Regions from separate parts of the Mus musculus genome. Here region 1 is linked to region 2. A link is a contact called in public Hi-C data. All regions are on one chromosome and are shown on one strand. Each heading gives the region's core, a stretch centred on a gene start, on an enhancer-like site or on the middle of the called end of the contact. The rest is flanking DNA. Distances are from core to core; before and after follow the strand shown.

The links. Hi-C and Micro-C count contacts between places; a contact is called where the count stands out from the background.
Region 1: a Hi-C map of CD4 T cells shows a contact between it and region 2, with 1.8 times the contacts expected there. The contact joins two enhancer-like sites. A contact is called at or near these places in 3 of 484 Hi-C or Micro-C datasets (CD4 T cells, bone marrow-derived macrophages and regulatory T cells), 3 of 115 datasets of contacts at active chromatin or transcription factors (bone marrow-derived dendritic cells, effector CD8 T cells and embryonic stem cells) and 2 of 9 other capture datasets (adipose tissue and liver).

The regions. Positions count from the first base shown.
Region 1 is chr6:108,323,002-108,328,686 of GRCm38.p6, forward strand. The region is part of intron 4 of Itpr1 (inositol 1,4,5-trisphosphate receptor 1); the gene reads left to right. Among named protein-coding and RNA genes, the nearest start is that of Itpr1, 110 kb to the left of the region's middle. Within about 2 kb of position 1,605, at least 17 of the 459 cell types and tissues checked have an H3K27ac peak or open chromatin away from gene starts, as enhancers often do. A contact at or near this core is called in regulatory T cells, where this site is marked.
Region 2 is chr6:108,161,729-108,167,062 of GRCm38.p6, forward strand. All of the region lies in intron 3 of Sumf1 (sulfatase modifying factor 1), which reads right to left. Among named protein-coding and RNA genes, the nearest start is that of Sumf1, 21 kb to the right of the region's middle. Within about 2 kb of position 3,358, at least 43 of the 459 cell types and tissues checked have an H3K27ac peak or open chromatin away from gene starts, as enhancers often do. A contact at or near this core is called in regulatory T cells, where this site is marked.

The sequences.
Region 1 (5,685 bases), core at 355-2,854, 160 kb after region 2:
AGGCTTCTTTAGAACCTGGAGAACTTGACTTTGAGGTGAGTTCAGACTGTTATTGATGAGTGAAGATAGTCCTTGGCATGTAGTGGTACTGATGTGGGTAAGGTGTTGTGGAATACAGTTTCTACAAGAGAGAGAGCCTACTTGGTAAAGGCCCAGAAGGGTGATACATGGCACATACTTGAGAATTGTAATGACATGGAGAGGGCCAGAGTGGTGTATTCATGGAGGGGGTACATTTTAAAGAAATGGAACAGGAGAGACAGATGGGCCAAATGAAGGGCTGACACATGTGGCTGAAGTTCTTTCTACAGCGGGTAATAGTAGTTTTCAAAGCATCTGCTCATTTGCACTGACAAACTGTTTAAGATGTCCTTAGACTGGGAGATCCACCCTGATTGCTGGCAGTGACTTAGTGACTCAAGTCTGTGGCAGTTCTGTTCTTTAGTGAGTCTTAGACCAGGATCTTTTTCGGAATATAGGTGCCTGGACTCTCCTGAGCCTACATCAAAGATCATATTTTATCAAGATCTCCAGGCAAGCTGGCTGCATGGTGCAATCTGAGAAGTGCTGTATTTTGAAAACTCAGCCAACCTTTACATTGTGTGTTTCTCAATATGTTGCGGCCTCTTGAATCAGAGTCACCTGGAGAATTTATGAGAAATGAAGGTTCCTAGGCCCATCCATCTACCCTGGTACCATCTACTATATGGTAGGACATGTGGTATAAAATCTTAAGAGTTGCTCCCAATGGCAACCACCATGGAGAGCTGGATGGAAAGCATTCTTCATGATGCAACTTCCCAAATGATGGGCCAACGAACTGCATTGCTTTGAAGGCTGCCCCAGTGACTAACACATCCCTATGGGGTTTTAGACGGGGGAAGTAATTTTAGAAAGTGAATTACATTCATTATGTTGGATGGCATGATGCTTCTGAGACATCATTCTAAAGGTTCTAACATACCCTATGCCCGAGTCTTGTCTTCATCAGTCACCTTCTCCTTTATAGCTGGAGGACATTGGTTTGTAGAAAAAGTGGGGAGGAAAGCTTAATTTTACAATTCTCATGGGAAGTGATTTCATCCCCCGGAGGACATTTGGCCAACTCCTGCAGGAGTGGAGTGCAATTGACAACTATGGTTGAAAGCCCAAGGATGATGCTTGCTTAGCACCTCTTCTAGATTGCTGTATCAAAATGCCTGAGATTGGCTAGCTCAGGAGATAGAAGGTTTATTTGGCTCATGATTCTAGTGTTTGTAAGGGCTTAATATCCTCTGCAGAACTGGCACTTGGAAGGGCAAGAGAGCAGGAGACTGGAGAAGAGCCAGCCTCCCTCTGTAACAGCCTTCCTTGAGTGAACTAATTGAATCTACCAGATTTGATTCACTCCTAAAAGATAACATTCAACTGTTTGGTGAATGGAGACTGGAGCCCTAGATTAGCTCCGTTTCTCACTGCTCTAACAAAATCCCTGACAAAGGAACTTCCAGAAAGAAAGGTTTGTTTTGGCCCATGACTTACGGTTGCAGTCCATCATGTTGCTATAGGCGTGCCATCAGGATAAAAAGACGTCAGAACAGAACCAGGGAGTAGACAGATGCGTGCTGCTCTTAGCTCATTTCCTCTGTTTTGAATCTCAACCTGTAGGATGGTGCCACCCACATCTAGGGTAGGTCTTTTCCCTCCACAATTAAGCATTTCTGGAAACACCCTCATAGGCACATCCAGGGGCGTGTTTCCATGGTGATTCTGAATCCACTTGACAGTAAGGATTAACTATCATAAGCCCCATGACCTCACCACAACCTTTGCACTAGGAGCCAAGATTCTACATTGTGATTCTTTGGGAGATAACCATCTCTAAAGCCTGGCAGCGTCCTTTAGTACAAAGCAGTCCTCACCTCTAAGGGATTATTAATGGTGCCCAAAATACATATAGCATTGAGCAACTCTGTTCTTCAAAGCACACCATTTGTATGTTAGAATCATTTGTAGCATCTTCTTGAGACTTTGTGATTAGGCCCCAACATCTGAGGCAGGACTGTACTAAACCTTTGTGGTAGGAGAATTTTGACAGTCATTCTTCTTGGCAGATATTTTGAATTTTTGAAAAGTGCTTTAGTAGTGGGCTGTGTTTGCTAGGCTAAAAATAATGTGTAAGCACATGAAGCATAGGTCATGAAAGAAAGTAAGAAAACAGTTTTCATCTTCAGGGCAGACACTGGATGTCTGTAAAGTGAGCCCCAATGTAATAGTTTCTGTTTAGCTAGGCATAGAGTTAGGGTTAGGTTCACTGAGGGTAGGTATAAATACGTGCAAATATCAAATGTGGTACTGTGCAAACTGCATATCTACATGTAGGAAAATGAAACTAGGTCCCTGTCTCTCACCCTTCAGTTCAAAATGAACCAACAACCTTAATATAACATCAGAAACTCTAAAACCGTCAGAGGGGAACACTTGAAGTTATAAGTAGAGGCAAGACATTTCTCGAAGTGACTCCAGTAGTTCGGGAGATTATCCCAAGTATTGACAAATGGGATTGCATGGAATTAGACAGCTTTGGCACAGTAGAAGAAGTGATAGAGTCAAGAGACGAGCGTACAGGCTGCGAGAAAATCTTTGCGAGCTATGCACGTGACACGTACAGTTGGAGATCAATACCTAGAATATATAACAAAGTAAAAAGTTTAAGTCCTTGAAAAATCATCATTCAGTCAATAAATGGGCAAATGAATTGAACAGGCATCGAAGGAAGACATGAAGAGTTAACAGCTGTACATCAAAAAGTTCAACCTTCATAGCCAGAAGGGAAAACTACATTTAAACTAGATTTGGATTCCACCTCACCCTGGTCAGAATGTCGATCAAGAAAGCAAATGACAAATGTTGGTGAGGATGTGGGGGAAAGGAGCCCTTATTTACAACTGGTGGGAATGTAACTTCTGCAGCAATCGCTATGGAAATCAGTCTAGAGGTTCCTTCAAGAGCTAAAAATAGGACTACCCGGTGATTCAGCTCTTCCACTCCTGGGTGCATACCTAAAGGGATCTAAGCCAGCACGCCACCAAGATGCTTGGGGACATGGATTGTGATGTGCTGGTTACAGTGGATCAGATACGGAACCAGCATAGAGGCTCAACCCTAGATGAACAGATAGAGAAAGAGCGGTGCACATACTAGTGAGAGTGCAGTACGTCGCAGGAAAAGGGGTGGGTCTATCTGCAGGTTGGTGCGATAAGCAAAATCATGTTTTCTTTATGTGTAGGATCCGTATTTCAATCTATCTGTCCACGTGACACGAAATTAGGAAGGGGTTGCTTGGGAGAAGAAAACAGTGAGATGGGAAGAAAGAATGACGAAATAGATAATGAACAAAGTCCAGTGATCTGTTTGTCTTTAAATATCTCAGTGAGGCTGATGAGTTTGAGTGCTGATTAAAAATGATCTTTTCTGAATGGTGAGGGCATGGCCCCACACCCACCTGACAGGAGCTGTCTCGGAGTGCTGGGTGGAGCACAGTCCTGGGGTGGTCCAGGTTAGGTTCTCATCGTCTCTCTAAGTAGCAAGCAGGAAAGAAAGGGATAGCAAAGTATACATGGGCAGGCATCCTTGTTCTCTTCCTGTGGAGAACTGAGGCAAAGCCGTCTGCGGCAGCTCTGCTCGGCTGTTGGTTCCTTTTCTATTTCCAGTCCGTACCCACTGCACAGATGAGGAAATCATCTGTGGGGCTACGGGCCTGGCTCCCGAGCAACTGACTCCTCTGGCTTCTTTCTTTGTGTACACAGTGATCTTCCTTCCCTGCCAGCGGCCTGTACCTGCCAAGCTCCGCCGAGGGCTTCGCTAGATGGCTTTCGCATCTCGGCTTGCTTTTGTGTCCCCGTGTCCCCGTGATGCAGACACTCTTCAGGCTTCCCATGGTGCCTGCAACCAGGTTTTACTGACTTTAAGTGAAAGGCACATCACATCGTGGGGCAGAAACAGCCTACTTTCCTTTTGTGTAGTGAAAAAAAAGTGTACTTTTCCAGGAGACTCTGGGAAGGACCAGCCTGGTAACTTATGTAACTCCTTTCATGCCAGGCTGCCTTAAGCCTTCCAAAGCCCTTTGGTGGCTATAAGCTGGCGTGGCTAAGGCTGCAGGTTTTGAAACACCAGGCCTGGTGCAGTGAGATCTCTTTGCTTTTGACTCTGAGAGGTGAAATGAGTTCAATATAGCAAGAGTTTTCACCCCAAAGCCTACAGTGTTGTTTGTGTCACAAATGTGACTTTTCTCGCTCTACCCCCGACTCTCCATGTGTCCATGTGTTAGATTCTTTTTATTGGATAGATCCATCCAGCATTCCTTTTTTTCCCCCCACAACCTTCTCTCATTCCCTTTATGTTGAATTACAGCTTCAAAACAAAACAAACAAACAAGCCAAAACCTCCTTGAACCAAGTGAATTCTTTGGGTTTGGTTAAAAAGTGTAAGCTTGAAAATAAATTTCAAAGGTGGTTTTTAAGACTTTCTATTGAACAAAGAGTAAAACCTGGAGACTGGAGAACGGTCGGACGTGCAGCGCCGACCTTCAGCAGTGACGAGCCAGCACCTTGCTTCATGGACTTGATTAACGTGATGTCATTTCCAGACATTGTGTTATTTGGTTTGAGAGGACATTTTCAAGTTGCTTCCAATTCCAGCTGTTGGGGTAGAATCGGCAACCCAGGAAAGCCGTCCTGTGCTCTGTTGCAGGCCCCCTGGGCCAAAAGGGATCAGGCCTGAAAAACTGCATTGCCTGAGTGAGTCTGTGTTGGTGACACAGAAGACTGAAGCCATAGGGGAAGTTGGTGATGTCATCTCTCTCGCTTTCCCCTCCCCTTCCCACTCCCAACCCTGAACCCTGACCAAACAAAGCATATTTTTCTAGTGATAGAAATCAGACACTTTTGACCTTTTTCTTGAAGGGAAATTTTGTTTTTCTTCTTCCTTTTCCTTATCAGCAAGATCTTCCTTTTCATGGAACCATAAAAAGAAATTCATTGTTTGAGGTCTTTTTAAATACATGTATGTATATATACGTCCATCTATGTACACATATATATGTACAGACGTTAAATGTATCACTGATTAAATTTTACCTACTCATTTCATTCCCATGCTTGAATATACCGAAAATTACTCTTTCCCTAAAACGCATCTGATCTCTCCAAGCACCAGCATCCCACTCCCCAACAGAGGTGACCACTGTTTTGATATTGTCAGGAATTTCATATAAATGGGGCCACTCTGTGTCAACAGACTCATTTTGTTATCACTGCCTTGTGACCTTTCACTCAAAGTAAAATAATATTTGTGAAACCTGTCCCTGCTGTTTTCGTGTGACACTGGCTTGCTTTTTAGGGCAGCATGGCCTCCCCGCATCTCGGTGTTGCGTGACTGTGCCGTTTGCCTGCCCACTGTTTCACAGCAATGGTATTTAATTGACTCATCACTGTGTTAGGATGTGTTCAGAGGCCTTCAAGTGAAGTAGCTGATTTCATTTTGAAAGTTAACTTGTGATCTAGCTCTTGTGGCTATTCCCTGTGGAGATAAGAAACTTAAATATGTAGATAATTTCCCCCAAATTATTCAAAATGTAAGCGATGGAGCAGACTATACTCCTGAACGTTGGAGGATGCACACAGATCTTCACTTCCTCTTAATTAC
Region 2 (5,334 bases), core at 2,108-4,607:
CAGCTCAAGGAATTCGTGCAGCCGACAGTAGCTGACACTGGACTGATTTTACTCATTTCCAGTTGAGATGGAGAGAGACACAGGGAATGGTACTGATTTGGGTGACTGCTTAAAAGGAGTAAGAAAAAAAAGTATCTAAAAAAAAAAAAAAAACTTTAACAGGATGTGCAAATAGGTGAGAGCATGTCCCATCTTTAAACAACGTGACAGTACTCATGAAAAGTCTGCATCCCATGCACAGCCAGCAAGTTGACGGAACCACTTATACAGGCCAGCTGTCGTGCTGTGAATGAGGACGACCTCCTGGGTACATATACTTGAAGGTTTGGTCCCTGGTTTGTGGAACTACTTAGAAAAGATGAGGAGGTGTGGCCTGGAGGGAGGAACTTGGAGAAGGAAGAGGGCTTTGAGGTTTCAAAAGCCAACTCCATTTGCCATCCTGCTGCCCTGCTCCCTATCACGATGATCATGAACCCATCCTGTGAAACTATAGGCCCCAATAAACTCTATCTTTTATAAGTAGCATCAGTCACAGTGTCTTAGCACAATAGCAGAAGAGTAACTATGACTACAACACAGAAATTACCTCCACATGGAGGGCTGCAGTGAGAATTCTGGAATTTTGGTTTCTTTAAAACCTTCAGCCAGCTGATGATAGTTTCTGTGATTGTATGATGTTTAGAATTCTGGGAACTTTTCGGGGGATACGAAAATGCTAGGGCCCCGATAAGTGGGGTAGGTAGTTGTTGATCATTCAGGGGGTTGGTTGCGGTTTGTTAGTAGTTATGGTCAAAGAAGAAACAAGAAAAGACATCAGATTCAGATCTCTCTCTCTCTCTCTCTCTCTCTCTCTCTCTCTCTCTCTCCCCTCCCCTTCCTTCCTTCCTCCCTCAATCCACTCCCCCCCAACCCCTGCTTTCTCTTCTATCTAGTGACATGGGTAAACCCAGAACGATAAAGGGTAGGAAAAAGAAGACCCCACAAAGTAGCAAAGCCCAGCTACAGAGGGCTGTGCATCTCCACAATAGAGTGTGTATATGGTGTGTGTAGAGAGCTCTGCCTTCAAACATTGACCCTGAAAAATAAGCATATACAGAAAAGATTGCTTGGAGGAGAGTTTGAAAATCCCATCCACTGAAACATCATCTCTCCCACTCTGTTCTTGAGTTTGCTCTTTCACAGTCCTGAGATCTAATCCAAAGATATATGTGCACTACCACTGAGCTATATCCTCTACCCATTATTTTTTTTAAATAGGGCACTGCTATATAGCTCAGGCTGGCTTTCAACCTGTGATCCTGCCTCTGCCTCCTGAATGCTGGGGTTACAGATGTGGAGCGGCCCACTGTAAATTCTTATTTACATATACACATTTCTTTCTTATTTCCTTTTTTTTTTTTTTTGAAGGGGTTGTCTCTTGAGATAGGGTTTCTCCGTGTAGCACTGGCTCTCCTGGAACTCAGAGATCCACCTACCTCTGCCTCCCAAGTGCTGGGATTAAAGGCATTCACCTGACACATATGAATTTTTAGTCTGTAATCTACCTTGTTTCTATAAGGGAGTGTATGATATAAAGACCAACATTCCATTGGGGGACTGAGGTTATACTCATTCTTTTCCTTGATCCACGTTGAGCCTTAAAAGACCTAGGCCTTGAAAATAAATGCAAGTGCACTGTACACAGGCTCTGTGCTCGCCCACTTACCTCCTGCACCCCCATCCTATCAGGAGCCTTAGCCAGGTTGGAGGAAAGCAACTGCTATCCTATGACACTGCGCTCTCCCCTTCCAGGGTTATCACAGTTGTCTTCCTGAGCTCATGCCACACACTGACTCCTGAGTCAAGCAAACAACTACTCTTTTCAATCCAGCACAAATGACAGAAGTACTTTATCTTATCCAGTCATCTAGCCCTAGACTTCCCTTTCCAAATAACTCTGGAGCTCTGAACCCGCCTCAACCCGGATCACCAAACCAGCATCTCAAACCAAAGAAGAGCTGTCTTTGCAGCCTGAGAGATAAACAGGTCATACCAGGTCTGAGCTCTGCCCTTCCAAGAACTAAATGTTCTAATCCAACACCTGAATGATAAGCTTTCATTCTGCCAGATACATAATAACCACCTACTGAGTGACCGTCACTGTACTAGAGACACAGGAGTAAATAACACAATGCAAAGTGGGGCAGGAGGGTGTACACTTTTAATCCCAGCATTTGGAAGGCCGAGCCAGGTGCGTCTCTGAGTTTGAAGCCAGCCTGGCCTACAGAGTGAGTTCCAGACAGGCAGAGCTACACAGAGAGAGCCTATCTCAAAACAAAAACAAACAAATAACCCTCTGGTGCATTCGCCCCACCTTCTGGGATGAACCCTAGTAAGGTAAACATTTATGAAATGCCTACAGGAGCCCGCATGACAACAAAGACAAGCAGCACAGAAGATACAAGAAGCCAGAGAACTCCTACCACACAAGGAGCCCTGGAACAAGCGAGAAGGATGGTGTCCACGGACCTCCCAGAGGAAGCTCGCTAATACCTGACCACAGAAATGATGGTGGGTAGTCACAGCAGGTGGTCACAGCAGCCCCTCTACCTGAGCTGCTCCTAAGATCAGTTCCCTCACCAGCAAGGGTCCAATGAATTACTCTTTCACACGCCGACTTTCCAGGACTCTTGTCCCACAAACTCTTGACACTGACCCACCATGGTTCCCTTCCAGCACAGAATCTCAAACCAACCAGAAACCACCTCACCAAAGCAGAGTAACAGGAGGGAGACAGGGCAGGAAGGATCTGAGCAGAGCTACAAAGCTGCTCTAGACACACCTCCTTCTAAAACTCACCAAACGTTCATAGTGAGCAACAGAGATGGCGCCCGTTGTTTTCCCGGTGTTACAACAAAATATGAGCTGCTGGGTAATGTTTAAAGAAAACTAGTTTGGGTTGGGAGTGCAGTTCAGTGTCTACCATATAAAAAGCTCATTCCCTATCATCACAAATGAGGGGAAAAAAAAGAGGATGAGTCCATAGCTAATGATTCCATTCATGGATGTAGTTCTAGAGGCCAGAGGTCAGGTGTCTTCCCCATTCGCTTAATGTCTTTCTTCAGATAGAATTTCTAAGTGGCCTGGAGCTCACCAAGTTAGACAGGCAGGCCAAGCACCAAGAATCCTGCTGCCTGTCTCCCAAGTTCTAAAGTTATAGTCATGAACTACTGAAGCCAGCTTTTTCACATGGGATCTGGGGATCAAATTCACATCTTCATGTTCTCAGACAAGCAGCTTACTGAGTGGGCCGTCTCTCCAGCCCAGGCTTGCCCTTTTATAACAAGGCTTATAAGGTCATCAATCCCGTCGGTAGGCTGTCTCCCCAGTGACCTAATTACCTCCTCATATTGAAAGTGAAAGTGCGTCTCAATAGTCTACTTAAACTCTACCACTTCTCCACATTACCATATTGAAACTAACCTTCTGGTACAACCACATCTAAACATGGGATAATAATGGAGAATAATAGTGTGCCACACACATACACACATGCACACGTGTACACACCCACAACATGCTGTTGCAAAATGAAGTAGTCATAAAATTATAGGCAAAAGTGTTCTCAAAAAATACACATATGTGCCAAAGTCAATAAAGAAGTGGAAATTAAAGGAAAAAATCATTTTATCAATATTACTTTTATTTCAGAAACTCAAGAGACAAAATGAATACAATTTTTAACTTAAGGGAAAAGAAAGACAGGGGTAATTCAAGGAACAAGTAATACACATAGAACGTAGACCTCTGTGATATAGTGTTTGCTTATCATGTATAAGACTCTAGGTTTGACCTCCACCCACAAAAGTTTACAAATTAAAGGCTCCAAGAGGGCAGTAAAGGCACAAAACACACACACACACACACACACAGTAAAAGCAACGAAAAATTTTGGGTGGAGTGTTTTGTGAGTTGATGTCCTTATCCCTTCACTGGAAGCCCTGCCTAGCTACAGAAGGTGGCCACTTAAGGCTCCATGTCCCCCACTACAAGGAGCCTCAGCTAGAGTCACCCTCACAGACTCCCTGGAACTACCCCCATCCCAAGTGTCTAGTACTTCCTAGAGATGGTGCTTCCCCAAGCCGATTTTTATCTAAAGTCCCCAGCCCTGCATTCCACCCCTGCTCTCCCTATATCTCACCCCCACCAGTTCCCCTCCTCTTCCTCTCCCATCCAGTTCCCTTCCTCCCTCCATCCAATGACAATTTATTTCCCATTCTGAGTGAAATTCAAGCATGTTCCCTTGGGCCTTCCTTGTTATTTAGCTTCTTTGAATCTGTGGATTATATCCTAGGTATTCTGTACTTTATGGTTAATATCCACGTATTAGTGAGTACACACCACACATGTCCTTTTGGATCTAGATTACCTCACGCAGGATGATAGTTTCTAGTTCCATCCATTTGTCCACAAACTTCATGATGTCTTTGTTTTAACAGCTGAGTAGTATTCTATTGTGTAAATCAACCACATTTTCTTCTCAATCCCTTCGGGTGAGGGACATCTGGGTTGTTTCAGTTTCTGGCTGTTATAAATAGAGCTGCTATGAACATAGTGGAGTCAGTGTCCTCAGGGTACTGTGGAGCATCTTTTGGGTATTTACCTATGAGGAGTATAGCTGGGTTGTGAGGGAGAACTATTCCCAATTTTCTGAGAAACCACAAAACTGATTTTCAGAGTGGTTGTACAAATTTGCCCTAAAACCTTTGAAACAAAATTTGTCCTGCCTTCAAGAAGTGCAGAGACAAAGATGTTGTAGAGACTGAGGAAATGGCCCTACTTAAAATCCATCCCATGGACAAGAACCAATCCCTGACACGACTAGTGATACTCTGTTATGTTTGCAGACAGGAGCCTAGCATAAATGTCCCCTTAGAAGCTCCACCCAGCAACTGACTGAAACAGATGCAGAGACCCACAGCCCAACATTTGACAAAGCTCAGAAAGTATTATGGAAAAGTTGAGGAAAGGACTGAGGGACCCAGAAGGATACGAACTCTACAAGAAGATCAACAGAGTCAACTAACCTGACCATTGGGGGTTCCCAAAGACTGAACCATCAACCAAACAACATACAAGGGCTGCACCTAGCCACACCCCTACCCCCATTTACACAGGAGGAACACAGCTTGGTCTTCATGTGGGTCCCCCAAGAAGCAAGGGCTGTCTCCGACTCTGTGGCCTATCTATGGATCTTGTCCCCCTAACTCAGCTGTCTTGTCTGGCCTCATTGGGAGAGGATATACCTAGTCTAGCAGTGGCTTGAGGTGTCAGTGTGGGTTGGTAACCAGAGAA